Linked DNA regions of Mus musculus: regions 2, 3, 4 and 5 are each linked to region 1. Evidence: chromatin contacts called from public promoter capture Hi-C and targeted proximity ligation data. All regions are on one chromosome and are shown on one strand. The core of a region is the stretch at or near the end of the contact, and the rest is flanking DNA. Distances in the headings are between cores, read along the strand shown. Region 1 holds the start of Klc2 (kinesin light chain 2). Region 2 holds the start of Kcnk4 (potassium channel, subfamily K, member 4). Region 3 holds the start of Trmt112 (tRNA methyltransferase 11-2). Region 4 holds the start of Nudt8 (nudix (nucleoside diphosphate linked moiety X)-type motif 8). Region 5 holds the start of Ppp2r5b (protein phosphatase 2, regulatory subunit B', beta).

Region 1 (2,732 bases), core at 102-2,601:
TATTTCTGCTTTCTTCTGTCATCCCAGTCTGTTAGGTAGAATGAGGCCTGAATGGCATAGCTCAGTGTGAGGTAAGGGTGCCCGTTGGGGCAGGGCGCAGGGCTGGCATTTCCAAAGTGTATTCATTGAACGTTGCTTATTGTCCTAACGTGACGCTCTGAAAGACTTGTGTTTCCTTGCTGAGGGTGTTCCTACATCACCAGGGCCCTTCGGGTAATCTTCCACCACAGCCCCAACACTGACCTACCTGAGCCTCCCCAAGCCCCAGCTCGATGGCCTCCAGGGAGCGGCGCAGGAGGAGGCAGCGCTCCTGTGAGCCCGGCTCGGCCTCGCCTGCTTCATGAGAAGCTAGGGGAGCTAGCAGGGCACGATGCTCCCCTCTCAGGGTCTCTAAACCCTGGATCACCGCCTTGGTGCCCAGCACTATCTCGTCCTGACTCAGCTTCTCCTCTCGAGGAAGCACCATCGTGGCCATGGTCGTGCCGTCTGTGGAGGCAAGGGGTGGGGCAGGCGGACGCCAGGCCTAGGGCCACACCGCCGTCCACCCCAAGTTAGGTAAACACCGGGAGGTCCCCGGACGCCTAGGTCCCTATGGATGTCCAGATCCCTCAGCCCGCAGTCCTCGCCGTGCCAGCACGCGGCCTACAGGGGGCGCGCCAGGCTCGTCTAGCCTAGGGAGACGCAATGCGGTGTGACTGAAGTGAGGCTGGACCCCGATTCCGCCCCAGACCACCGGCTCAGGCCAGTTGATCTAAAGCCCATCTTCGAGAGTTATTCGGAACTGTCCTAATCGGTACACAGAGCACTAGGGCATTGCAAGGCGTTCCCAAGTCAGACGCCACAGGCTCTCCGGGCAACTGGGTCTCAGCCCTGGCGACAGCCCCTTTCCCAGGGCAAGCGGAACCACGAGCCCCTCCCCCAGGGCCGACCGAGCCCCGCCACCCCGTCCCCGCCCCCGCCGCTCCGGGGAGACTGCGGTCTTTAGTTTCGGGACAGGTCTCTTCAGGCCGCGCCCACAACGACCCCTCCCGCAGGCTGGCCTGAGGCCCGCAGACCCTCCCTAGAAAAGGCCGGATTCCCAGCCCCAGCCCGGGACCGCGCCCCCTCCCCGCGGGCCGGTCGGGTCCTCCCACAGGCCGCGCCCACGACCACGACGACTCCTCCTCTAGGCCGACCTGCAACCGCTCCTCACTGTCCGGCTTGACTGGGTCTCCCGGCCCAACCGGCCGGCGCCGACCTGCACCTTCTGCTTTGGCCCGGCTCCGGCTCCTGCTCCTGTCCCGCTTCACCCGGATCCTCGACCGTGAGCTCGTCTCGCTGCCTCCATCCCGCCGGCCTTCCCAGCAGTCCCCGCGCCGCCTTAAAGGTGAAGCCGCTACCTCGGCGGCGTCGGAGGGGGCGAAACACGCTCCAGCCGGCCAGCTCGCTGCCTTAAAGGGGCCCCGCAGGCCTGGCCGGCTTCGGGGTGGGGCCAGCCCAGACGGGACGCAGAGGGGCGTGGCTGGACTCGCCCCCTCGGACCAGAGCTTCCAGGTCTGTGCGCTCTGCGGAGCTCCGACCCCGGACCAGAGTGACTGAGGAGCAAGAAGGCCGACCTCCTCAGATTCCAGAGCGAGTCGGTCCACATTGATTGACTGTCAAGTGTTTTTGTCGATGTCTTAGTGCATTGACTTAATGCTCACAAAGGGCTGGTGAGGTGGGTGTTGCCATTACCCACCTCTCACACATCTGACCCCCCAGCCCCCTCCGCGCTCTAGAGACGCACCTCTTACCGGCTTCGGAGGTGACTGTGCCTGTAGGGAATTCTCAGCATCTAGGTTTGCTTTGTGAGGGAACAGAAGGAGGCTTCTGGTTAAAAAGGAGAATTGGGTGGGAAGGAGCGTGTGGAGGTCGGTGGAGAAGGGAGAAGATCCACGCCCCTGAGGGGAATATCTGGGTGGATACTGCTGACCAGATAAGGAGGTCAGACGAGTGCCTTTGGATTGTGGTGGTGTCATTGGGGGGCCTCAGATTGGGTGTCACCAACTCGGAAGGAAAGACCTCTGTGCTAGATAGTTTTATGTCAACTTGACACAAACTAGGGTCATTGAACAGATGGGAATCTCGGCTGAGAAGATGCTGCCATAGGATCGGGCTGCAGGAAAACCTGTTTTCTTACTGATTGTTGTGGGAGGGCCCAGGCCAGGGTAGGTGAGGCCAGAAGGCAGTTCTGAGCAAGTTCAGAGGGCAAGCCCAGAAGCAGCACTCCTTCATGGGCTCTGCATCAGCTCCTTTCTCTGGGTTCTGTTCTCTCTGGGTGCCTGTCCTGACTTCCTTCACTGGATGAAGAGTGCACCAAATAAACCCTTTTGGTCACTGTGTTTCCACACAGCAATATTAACTCTAACTAGGACGGCCTCTTTGGTCCCTATCCCACTAGATTCTACAGTACTCTTCCCATCTCTACTCCACACCCACTTGGTGCTGACACAACATCGGCCTTTCTAACATTTTTCTTGTTTTGCCTTCTGGAATGTAGGTCATCACCTGTTGGCTGGGGCCTGGGGTAGATAGAGAATGTGGTAGCAATCAGTAGACGGCTACCTTACAAAGCGTGCGGAGGGGAGGGGATGGCTGAAAGGATGCCTCGGTGGTGAAGAGCATTTGTTTCTCCTGCTCAGGACTTGAGTTTCATTTGCAGCACCCATTGGCTCACAACCATCTTTACCATTTCCAGGGCATCGATAGATACC
Region 2 (2,732 bases), core at 103-2,602, 1.8 Mb after region 1:
GCCATCAGGAGAGTGGGATAAAGAAGAAAACACTAAGCCAGGCAGGGTGAGTGAGAAAATGGGGGACTTGTGAGGCATTAGGGTGCCTGCCTTGGAGAAGACCAAAGGAAGACTAGGGAGTTCCAGGGGAAATAGGAAGAGGCTGGAGCCTGCAGAACTGGAGACAGGAATAGCAGGTCCATACTTGGCTCTCTCAGTGCGGCTGTGGCAGCCTCCTCAGATGCATCTGTCCCCTCCTGCCTTCCAGCCTAGCAGGGATCAACCGGGCGGGGATCTTCCAGGGTCCCCACCCGCCCGCTGGGCTTTCGAGGAACCCCAAGGCGGATCTGGCTGCAGGGTATAGGCAAGGCCCAGAGCCAGGGAAAGGAAAAGTGGGCACAAAGTTCCCAGAAGAAGCAAGGCACAGGGTGGGAAGGGCAGCACGGATACAGCAGCCCACGGGACAGCTGTCACTTAGGGGGCAGCGGGAGATGGCAGGCACACACACACATACATATACACAGTCTGCTACATGTGCCACAAAGATCTTTGAGCCACATTCCATTCTGCAGCTCTAGCCGCGCGCTGCCCAGGCTGCAGGCATAGCACTGCACCACGCTCCGGCAGACCCTGGCACAACTAACCACCATGGGCGTGCCCGCAGGGCCGAGCTACCCTAGAGGTCCACGCGCACGAATGCGCGCGCTCGCGTACACACACACACAGATACACACACGGAACCCGTGTGACACCGCACGCCAGCCGCTTGCTCCCACCACCTCCCCCGCGTCCTTACGCCGACGCCTCCGAGCGTGACCGGCGACGGGACGCACGGTCACACCACTCGAGGAAGGCATCCACGCGCGGGAAGTGTCCCGCCCTGCCGGTTTCTCCCAGCTCCCAGGGCCTGAGATCCAGCCCACATTCCCGCGCCTGCTCCGCACTTACTGTCTGCCCACTCTGTGGCTGCGGCTTTGGCTGCGGCCAGGTCTCCCGCGCCGCCTCGAGGGTGTGCGGGCTGAGCCAAGGAGGTGCCGGCGGCAGCCCAGAGACCGAGCCGCCGGCGGCCGTCTGACTAGGACCCCCCTCCTCCCGCCCTCAAAAGCCCCCTCCTTGGGAGCTTAACCCTACCAGAGCTGCGTCTCCCTACGTGCCGCACCCTCGCCACCGGCTCTCGCCACCAACCGCCTTGAACCCAGCCCTTACCTGCACCTGCAGCCTCTGGGCTCCCCAATGCTGTCTTGTCCAGGCCAGTGAGTGGCAGAAGACTCAGAGAAGGGTCGACGTGAAGTCCAACCTTCCAGGCTGGGATTGGGGCCCCAACGCTGCCCTAACCTGGACATCAGCTGGCCCGGGGCTCAGGACAGCCGCCACACTCATCTCCTGGAATCTTCTAGGTCTATTACTGGACTGGGAAGAGCCTTCGTTTCTCCGCCCATGAGGATAGTCTGGGCCTTGGGCTCAGCACTTGTGAGGGAGAGGCCCCCAGGGAGAAGAGGGTATGTGGGGGTGGAAGACGGGGAGCTCTCTTTGAGGCCACCTGGATTTAACCAGCTGAATGGGTTGGGTCCTAGTTCTAGGAAGTCACTGATAGAGCACCTCTTGCTCAGGCTGCATTCCCATCTCTGATCCTCCAGGCCCTGGGGTCACCCCCCCCCCCCAACCATCTGCTGCCTGACAATTCCAGCAGAAAGAGTGCTAGCATTTTCTGAACAGCTAAAGCCGGGTCCTCTTCTGTCTTTATCCTTCTTTCTTCTTCTTTATATCCTTTTTTTTTTTTTTTTTTTTTTGGTTTCTCGAGACATTTCTTTACTGATTTCCACAAAATCTCTCCTGTAGCGTTCAGAGATCCCATGCTATTGTGGTCAGTACTTTTGTTGTTGGGATGTTTTGCTTTGTTTTGAGACAGGGTTTCTCTGTGTACTCCTGGCTGTCTTGTAGACTAGGATGGTCTCAAATTCAGAGATCCACCTGCTTTGCCTCCAGAGTGCTGGGATTAAAGGTGTGCCCTACCATTACTGGGTTTTGTGGTAATTGTCAGTATGTTTAAGTGACCACCCAGATGATAGGGGGTCAGGGTGAGTTACCAAACTCCCTAGTTCCCACTTACAGTAAAAGGGTGATTACTTAACTCTGGGTGCTGATTTTGAGTATTTAGGAAGTCAGTATTTGGGGGCTGGAGAGATGGCTCCGTCTTTAAGAGCACTGGCTCTTCTTCCAGAAGACCAGAGTTCAGTTCCCAGCACCCACTACTGTCTGGGACACCCTCACACAGACATACATGTAGGCAAACCACCAATGCCTGTGCACACATACAAAGTCAGTGGTTTTTACTTTGGTTCTTTCTCTTTTTTTCGTTGTTATTTGTTTGTTTTTGGAGCCTTAGCTGTCCTGAAACTTGCTCTCTAGTTCAGGCTGACCTCAAATTCACAGAGACCCACCTTTCTCTGCCCCTCAAATGCTGAATTAAGGGCATGAACCACCACTGCCCAGCTGAGGTCAGCGTTTATAAATGCTTAAAGCCTAGCACACAGAATTAAGTGCCCTAAAAATGTTAGCAATTCTGCTTCCATCCGAAAGTGATTGTCCAGCTTACTGCTGAAGTCTGAGCCTCTGCTGTTCTCTCTGGAGACCTTGTAGACCTGGCTCCAGGAGAGTCCCAAAGAAAGAATTTCAAGGCAGACTTACTGCTAGGCTGAGATCTCAAAGGAGCTAGAATCACCAGGTTTATAGACAGGAGTCACAGGCTCTAA
Region 3 (2,732 bases), core at 165-2,664, 1.8 Mb after region 1:
TCCTACATGACTGATTCTGCTTAAGGCCAGTTGGTGGCAACAGAGAAAGGGAGAGGCCTTCTCAAGTGTTGCAATACTGTATAAACAAGCCACCCAAGATGGGTCAATGCACAGAGGAGGGGTACAGAGGGCTATGTTTGGGGTTGAGAAACCGCCTGGTAACAGGCAGGAAGAAAAATCCTATCCACACACCAGGAGAAACACTTTGGAAAACCAGGTTAGCTATGTAAGCCAAAATGTTCAGGATGTAGGCTCTTGGGGTCGGTGGGAAGTGTCAGCCCACCTGGGGGCTTTCAGAGCCACAAGAGGAAAGGAAGGCTGAGGTGGGTAGGTAAAGGTGCCCACCACCAAGCCTGGTCAACTGAGCTCTAGCCCCACAAGCGACATGGTAGATAGAACTGACTCCTGAGAAAATTGTCCTCTGACCACCACACTCACATGCCTGTTACCAAACACACACACTAAGTACATGTTTAAAAGTTTTTCTTTTTTCTTCTTTTTATAAAGGGCCTTTAATCCTAACATTCGGGACGCAGAGTCAGACAGATCTCTAGGAGTTTGAGGCCAGTCTGGTCTACACACCAAGTTCCTGGCCAGCCAAGACTATATAGTAAGTCAACCTCTGTCTCTGTGTGCCCCCCCCCTTCCTTCCCTCCCTCCATCCCTCCCTTCCTCTCTCCCTCCCTCTCTCTTTCTCTAAAAATTAAGTCCAAAAACAGGAGAGGGGATAGGTTCAAGAATTCCCAGAAAGATCAAACAGAAGGGCGGGATCGGGGTGAGCATACATAGAGTGGAAACAGAAGTGGAAAAGATCAACCCAGGTCCCCAAGGGACCATGGCTCTTTCAAAAGATGAGATGAAATGGAGTTTAGTACAATCACAAAAGTGCTGGGGCTTTGGGGAAAGGGTTGGAAAAGCTGCCAAGCGGCAAAAGAGGCATTTTAAGAATGTGGGAAATGACATAGCATTCGGTCGCTTGAAAATGGTGGGGACTTGTCCCTGGACGTGGCATAGATGTGAGAGGGCAGCTCAAGAAATGTCCCAGGACGGAGAAGCAGAGACAGGGTCTTACAAAAAACATGACAAGAAGAAACGTCAAGGAGGACAGCCCGAGACCCCGCGTGGAACCCAAAGAGACGCGATAGGCTGGACCCAGGAAAGGTAAAACCGGTCACCTTGATCGGGGCCATGGTCACCGCGGAGCTGCTGAAGCTGCGGGCTCCGCCACACTCCCAACCTGCTTCTTTCCGGCCTGCTCTGCCTGCCAAGCACGTCGATGCACGGAGCACAGAACTGGCTTTGCAGCCCAGGACTCGAAGCCCCAGCTGTAGCATACCCGCCCCGCTGCCGCAGCCCACCCGCAGATGGCTCTGCCCACAGGAGGTGGATGCAGGGACAGCTCCGCCCACGCCGCACGTCCCACGTCGCAGCCACAGCGCCGGCTTAGAGGGGCAGGGCCGTGACGCACTACGACGCGGCGGGGCTCTCAGGGCTCGCACACCTTCTTCAATCGCAGAAAGAGGTGCCTGGTTTACCGACGTGACAGTTCGTGACCCATAGCCGCAAACAGAGGTCGGGGATGATCTGGCTGAGCCTCAAATGTGTTCGTTTTACCTGCGCCGTAACGCAGCCGGTTTACACGTGACTTGCATAGTGTGTACTCTCTTCAGCGAGCGGGATTCGGCGTAAGCCTTTGCAGTCTCCCCGAGAAACGCTTCCGGTACCAGGACGTGACCCAACACAGTCCTTCCGATCTCGGCTGCCGCCAAGCCCCCCAAAAGGTCCCCTAAGTCGGCCACTTCCGGTCCGGCGAAGAGTTCAACGGCTTCAAAGCGGAAGTGGTAGAAAGGAGAAGTGTGGACTCCTTCCGGTTCCGGCCTCACGCGCTCCGCTGTGACAACATGAAACTGCTCACCCACAATCTCCTAAGCTCCCATGTGCGGGGCGTGGGCACGCGTGGCTTCCCGCTGCGCCTGCAGGTAACTGCACAAGGGTTCATCGCCCATATAGTTCAGGGTGGAGCCTCCGGGACCCGGACCTACCTCGCTAAACCTTTTTACCGCCCCCCCCCCCCCGCAGGCCACTGAGGTCCGCATCAACCCCGTGGAGTTCAACCCGGAGTTCGTGGCGCGGATGATCCCCAAAGTGGAGTGGGCGGCGCTTGTGCAGGCAGCGGACACCGTAAGGACCCCGCCCCTTCTGTCGCCCCTTGGGGGCGGGCTCAGGCTCTGAGCCTCTTCCCTGCCCGGACGGCCTCGGTGTTCGTGTGCCCACTGACCACGTACGCTTCCTTTCCACAGTTAAACTTGGCCGAGGTACCCAAAGAGCCGACTGAAGGCTATGAGCACGACGAGACATTTTTGAGGAAGATGCACCACGTGTTGCTTGAGGTGAGAATCCTTGGGCATCGCCTGCCCAGACCTCCCACTGAGGCTACCGGTGCTTAGCTTTGTCCTGCTCCCCTGCAGGTTGATGTACTGGAGGGCACCCTGCAATGCCCAGAATCTGGTCGTCTTTTCCCCATCAGCCGCGGGATCCCCAATATGCTGTTGAATGATGAGGAGACTGAGACGTAACCTTGCTAGCCGCCACTTTGGTATTTTGTTGACTGTGTGTTTCTGTTGTACGGTCTGTTAAATAGACGTGTCATGTGTGACCCCCAAACTCCCCCCAGTGACTCACCGACCACCGTGTACTTGAGCTCCATAGTATATTTTTTTTCTCATTAAAGG
Region 4 (2,732 bases), core at 73-2,572, 1.1 Mb before region 1:
GCTGTGGAAGCCCGTTTCCCCTGTGCCCCACCTCTCCTTCCCTCCTCTGTAAGACATCTCCTAAGGCGAGCAGCACAACTGGAAGCTCTACAGCAGTGGGTTCCTGCCTCAAAGTCAGTCTGGGGCCTGCCAGCCTTGGAATCAGGCCTACTTCCTACTCAAAAGCCCTGAATCATGCCCTGCTGCCTCGAGGATGCCTCCTCTAAATCCTGCTTCGAATGTCCTTCCCCCACATTAAACTGCTTGGCAACAGCAGTCACAGTACTTCTGTCCACAGGAACTCCCAGACCAGACAATCCCATCACCTTTATAAGTCTCCAAAAGCTGTACCCAGAGCACAGGGTGATGATAACTGGCTACACCAGCAAGGCTGCGGTTAACCTGGTGTGTCCCCTATTTTGTGCACCCATATAAGGATGGAAGCAGCTCAGAGAGGTTTCGGCTCACAGTCACACAGCAAAGTACAGCTGACACTCATCATTCTATTTAAATGCGATGCTCTAAGGCTGGTTCTGAGAGCCGGGGGTCATCGAAGTGTGCCTAATATGATAGATAGGGATCACACAGGCCAAGGTAGGGATGGGTGTATACTTGGAGAACTAGAGGTAAAAGGCCAGGTTGAAGTCCTCTCGGTAGTCTGGTGGAATAAGGCTGAGGGAGGCGCGTACTCTTCGTTCTCTTGGAGTGGGCGCCCAGAGGCACCTGATGACTCCGACTGTGCTCCGACCCAGAGCTCTTCCTGTGAGACGTTCTGGAAAGCACGGACACCCAGGAGACGAGAGAAAAGGGGCCCAGAAGATCTTCAGCAGCCAGACATCCCAACTCCCGAACCCGAAGTCAGGACCCATTCAATTCAGGTTACTCAAGCGTTCCGGAGACACAGAGTCCAAACCAACTGTGCCACAGATAGGGAAGTCCCTGGAAAGAAACTCAAGCGAAGCTGGCCGGCTTTTCCGGACACGCCTTCCATCAGCTCTAAGCCAGGTCTTTCCTTTAGGTGGCGCTCTGGTCCCTGTACACAAAACCGCTTCTGCCCTCATCTAGCAAACTCCGCCCCAGATGCCCTCTGTCGCCCAATAGCAGCAAAACCCGCCTTAAGCCACACCCCCGAGGTCTCCGAGGATCTGCATCAGCAGGCCTCGTCTGGAACGCCTCCGAGGTTTCAGCAGCCACTGCCTTGTCCATCTCGGAGGCTCTACCTGGGCAGGCTCCGTACCGCCGGCGTCCGAGGCTTTGCAAGGGCAGTCCCAGGCCTGTCCGCCTCTCATACCGGGCTCCGGGAAGCCACGCCTCCTTCCGGCTCCCACTTAGGTCCCCGCCCCGCGCTGGAGCTTGCGCGCTGCGGCGTTCCCTCCCTAGCGGGCTGATCCCCCACTGTGTCCCGGACGTCTGGGACATGCTGCCTGATGGCCTGTCCGCGGAGGACGAGCAGCGCTGCCGGCAGCTGCTAGCACGGACCACTGCCCGGTTACGCTCGCGGCCCGCAGCGGCCGCAGTGCTTGTGCCGCTGTGCCTCGTGCGCGGGGTCCCCGCGTTGCTCTACACGCTGCGTTCTAGTCGCCTGGTTGGGAGACACAAAGGGGAAGTCAGGTACGCCGGCCTTGCCGGCGCACTACCTGTGGCCCGCATACCCCTCTGAATTTTTCCCTTCATAAACAGGACTCTGCCCCTTACCGTAGACTGGAGAGAGGAGATCCGGGGCTCCCCTTCTTTGGCTTCGCCCTCAGCAGAAGTTGAGAACACCCGGGGACGATATCTGCACCACTGGGACACCATAGGCAGACATGGGGTGTCTGAGCCCTAGCATAGTCTTAGCCAGCTGCCAGACCCTCATGTCGTAATCTATATCACAGTGCCTGTCCCCCTTACTCTAATGGCACAGAGAGCTAAACTGCCTCCTGACGACCTGTGGTCCCAAGATTCCCTCTGCCCATTTAGTTTCCCAGGCGGTAAGTGTGATCCCGACGACCAAGATGTAATACATACGGCCCTTCGGGAGACTCAGGAGGAGCTGGGCCTAGAGGTGCCCAAGGAGCACGTGTGGGGTGTCCTGCAGCCAGTGTATGACCGGGTGAGCCACCCTCATCCTATCACAATCAGTAACCCTAGTGGCCGGGGAAGCCAGCCCCGCTCAGTCCAGGACAGGGTCCAGGAAGGCTTGCAGGGTAGGCTGCATCCCTCTAGGCTTGAGTGGCAAGTGGGAGGTTTCCTGGCGGTATACAGGTAAGGGGAACCTGTGAGGCAGCATGGCAAGAAACCAAGGACCGGAACTGGAGGGCTTCACCATGATTACCCAAGACACCCGGATGGCAGGGTAGGGTCTGCTTCCTAAGTTTGCTCCTTCTGACTCTTCACCCTTCTCCTACCCAGGAAAAGGCAACCATAGTCCCAGTACTTGCCAACGTGGGCCCACTGGATCTGCAGAGCCTTAGGCCCAACCTTGAGGAGGTGAATGGTGACTACTGGGGAGTTGGGCTGTCCTAACAGGGGACTCACAGGCAGTCCTCTGTCCACCCTCTTTCTGTTTCTTGCCTACAGGTGGATGAAGTATTTGAGATGTCTCTGGCCCACTTGCTGCAGACACAGAACCAGGGGTATACCCACTTCTGCCAGGGTGGCCACTTCAGCTACACACTGCCTGTCTTCTTGCATGGACCACACCGTGTCTGGGGCCTCACAGCTGTCATCACTGAGCTCACCCTGAAGCTGCTGGCCCCTGGCTTCTACCAGCC
Region 5 (2,732 bases), core at 133-2,632, 1.1 Mb after region 1:
CCAGAGATGACAGGCCAGTCAGGCCATGCGTCAGCAGAGGCCTGGAGATTGGGGGTCAGTTCCAGTGGAGTTCCTAGCCTAAAAGAGATCCAAACTCTACCAGACCTCTGCTTCTCCCTTGGTCCTCCCCTACCTTGCTTCCTTCTGGGTACCCTGGCAACCAACAACAGCTCACCTTTGAGCAGGGGCAGTGGAGTGAGCTCTTGCTGGTTGCTCTGATAGCGGAACTGAGAAGAGCTGTGTGAGCGACGGGGCCGGGCCCTGCGGAGGGACCTGCGGGAGAAGCCATCCACCTTGTCTGGTGGTGGCACTGGAGACAGCCCTGGGGAGGAGGGGCTTGTGGGGGTGCTCGCAGGGGGCAGCTTCGTCTCCATGGCCAGTGGACAACACGGGTCAATCTTTCAGAGCCCAGGGGGCTCCTTGTGGGTCTGGAGTAAGTTGAATGAGGCCACACACACTAACTGGGACCCATCCTGTCCAGCATGTTTCAGGGGGTGGGGGAGGCACGGCCACAGTCCTGACCCCCCCAGGGCCTCTGGCAACTGCCCAGTCCTGGGGGGGCAGGTAAGGTAGAAAGGCAATGGCTCAGGTCTTTCCTGGGGATCCAGAAGAGTTCCAGTCAGGGTTCCCACGCTGGCTCTTCTGAGAAGTCAGGTTAGAAAGGTCAGCAGGAGAGACACAGAGAGCAGGTCGGTTCTTTCCAAAGACAGCCCGCGTGGTGCAGTTGCTCCCTTACTTCTTTTCCCTCCTTCCCTCGCTAGACCCCAAAACAAGGGCGCAACCATGCCCCTCCCTTCTTCCAGGCCCAAGCTCTAAAGTAGCCCCTCCCCAAATACGGCCTATGGCTACTACTCAGGATGGGGACTCTATTAGCATCCCCAGATCCTTACAGCAGTGTGACTCCAGCTCCACTAATGTCTCCTGTCTCAGTGCACTCACCCAAAAAATGAGGGTCCTGTTCTCGTGCACCCCCTTTCAGACCCTAGCATCTCTCCTCATATCCCGCTCCTTCCTGGTCTCCAAACCTCAATGTGGTATTGGGGTACACACTCACTTCTCAGAAACCCAGACTTTGGTCGCCGACCCTAGAGGTTGCCTCGGTGGAAGAGACGACGGTTCAAGGGTCCTTAGCGGTGGTTCTGCCGCTCGGGGCGCTGGGGCTGGGCGGCGGCGCTCCTGGGTTCGCTCCCAGGCTCTGGGGGTGCTGGAGCATGCCCCCAGCTCAGCCCCAAAAGGGGTCGGGCACTCGGTGGGCTCTGGGCTGGGCCCCGGCAGCACGCGACCCTCGGCAGATATCCCGGGACTCAGATCAGCGCGGTGCAGCGCAGCGGGAGCCCCGGCTCGCTGCGCACCGGCACCCGCCGCCCAGCTGCTCAGGATGACATCAAGTCACCTCCCCCCCTCCCGGCCCGCACCTCCCTCCGCTAGGGGGGGCTGCGTCAGGGAGGACTCGGGGCCTCTGGGAAATGTAGTCCCCACCCTGCTTAAAGGAAGCAACCGAACTTTACGGGTAACCTCGGAGCTAGGGGAGGAACTCAGTACTTCCGAGAAAAGCTGAGGATTTTAAAACCTGCAAGCAGACTGGGGCAGAGTCCAGCTCAGAACTGGACTCCCGAATTCTGGAAGGGACACTGTGTAGGGAAAGAAAAGGACTCGGTGTTGGAACCTGCTAATGCAAGACAGAGTCCTACCTAGCATGATGTGCCAGGCCCACAATTTGGTCTGAGCCATCTGTCCCTCAGGCCATCCTCTCTCCTCATACTCAGCCCAGATTGAAGCCGGACACTTACAAAACCCCTTGCATCCGGCGTTGGAGGGGTTAACAGTCGGGTTTGCGTTAGCGCCTGCTGGGAGGGGTGTGGTTCACTAGAGGCTCTTGGGAAATGAAGTCCATTCTCCCGGCCTGCAGTGCCCCTCCTGTCACTTACTGTCCATGGTGACATCATGGTCTGTAGTTTAAAGGGACAGCCCTGGGATGCCAAAGCAAGGAGGGCAGAAGGTGCTACCCTGGAGCTGCCCCCATCCTAAGGCACAGTACCTCCCAGCTCCTCTGGTGCCAAGATGTGCCTTGGAGAGTGGGGAGTTCTTGATCAAAACCCCATTGCTGGGTATCAAAGGCTCAGCTGTATTCCAAGAGTTTGGCATTCTGGCCAAAAGTTCCCAGCCTGCAGTCCCGGGCTCCCTTCATAGTACCTGGTCGCCAACACTCTATTCCCTACAATGACTGTGAGACCTTTATCCTGAAGTTTTACCTAGGTGACAAACTGGTCCTTGCTGAGCAGCAGGAGAGAGAGAGCAATGAGGTTGGGGGAATTGGGGTGCTTTTTGGCCCCACCCATTTATGGACCCTGGTGATCACTTAGTGCTGCAAAAGAAGTCTGTTTACCTAAGAAGTGCCCACCTTAGAGCAACAAACAGCCAAAGCCTGTATCGAGGACACTGTTCTAGAGTCTAGCACCTCAATGGATGGGTACCCAGATCAAGCGATGGCTACCCAGAGACAGTACTCCCTTTGCTCAGAGATAGCAGATCTTCACTTCCCGTTTTGCTCTGTTCTTCACCTGCCAGACAGAACAGGAACCCCTAAACTACCACTTGGCCCACCTCCAGGGCTCAGACATGGCTTCCCTCCCCCTTACTCCCTAATAATAAGCCGGGAAAGCCAGACCCACAGAGCCTCTTCCCGCCAGACCAGAACCCAGAGGCCAAGGCAGGAGGGACGCCTTGCTGCC

What was found. Promoter capture Hi-C pulls out the DNA fragments that hold promoters and counts their contacts.
Region 2: a contact with region 1 is called in a promoter capture Hi-C map of liver, with 2.4 times the contacts expected there. A contact is called at or near these places in 4 of 39 promoter capture datasets (erythroid cells, liver and pre-B cells) and 1 of 130 datasets of targeted methods (pancreatic cancer cells).
Region 3: a promoter capture Hi-C map of liver shows a contact between it and region 1, with 4 times the contacts expected there.
Region 4: a targeted proximity ligation map of pancreatic cancer cells shows a contact between it and region 1. A contact is called at or near these places in 1 of 39 promoter capture datasets (pre-B cells) and 1 of 130 datasets of targeted methods (pancreatic cancer cells).
Region 5: a promoter capture Hi-C map of liver shows a contact between it and region 1, with 8 times the contacts expected there. A contact is called at or near these places in 4 of 39 promoter capture datasets (hippocampal neurons, liver and pre-B cells), 1 of 484 Hi-C or Micro-C datasets (CD4 T cells), 1 of 130 datasets of targeted methods (embryonic forebrain) and 2 of 9 other capture datasets (liver and pancreatic islet).

The regions. Positions count from the first base shown.
Region 1 is chr19:5,116,947-5,119,678 of GRCm38.p6, forward strand. Klc2 (kinesin light chain 2) reads right to left here and starts at 1,352. Exons shown (of 16, transcript NM_008451.3): 1 at 1,176-1,352; 2 at 248-486. The coding sequence starts at 475. It overlaps LOC115489018 (a long non-coding RNA gene), which reads left to right. Exons shown (of 2, transcript XR_003952889.1): 2 at 1-2,386.
Region 2 is chr19:6,933,163-6,935,894 of GRCm38.p6, forward strand. Kcnk4 (potassium channel, subfamily K, member 4) reads right to left here and starts at 1,353. Exons shown (of 7, transcript NM_008431.3): 1 at 1,186-1,353.
Region 3 is chr19:6,908,284-6,911,015 of GRCm38.p6, forward strand. It overlaps Trmt112 (tRNA methyltransferase 11-2), which reads left to right and starts at 1,415. Exons shown (of 4, transcript NM_001166370.1): 1 at 1,415-1,979; 2 at 2,080-2,181; 3 at 2,301-2,390; 4 at 2,469-2,732. The coding sequence starts at 1,902. The coding sequence ends at 2,576. Prdx5 (peroxiredoxin 5) reads right to left here and starts at 1,823. Exons shown (of 6, transcript NM_012021.3): 1 at 1,176-1,823. The coding sequence starts at 1,334. It overlaps Esrra (estrogen related receptor, alpha), which reads right to left. Exons shown (of 7, transcript NM_007953.2): 7 at 2,694-2,732.
Region 4 is chr19:3,999,258-4,001,989 of GRCm38.p6, forward strand. Nudt8 (nudix (nucleoside diphosphate linked moiety X)-type motif 8) reads left to right here and starts at 1,323. Exons shown (of 4, transcript NM_025529.3): 1 at 1,323-1,590; 2 at 1,939-2,071; 3 at 2,371-2,448; 4 at 2,539-2,732. The coding sequence starts at 1,397. Tbx10 (T-box 10) reads left to right here. Exons shown (of 8, transcript NM_001001320.1): 8 at 1-255.
Region 5 is chr19:6,234,458-6,237,189 of GRCm38.p6, forward strand. Ppp2r5b (protein phosphatase 2, regulatory subunit B', beta) reads right to left here and starts at 1,383. Exons shown (of 14, transcript NM_198168.3): 1 at 1,055-1,383; 2 at 176-642. The coding sequence starts at 374.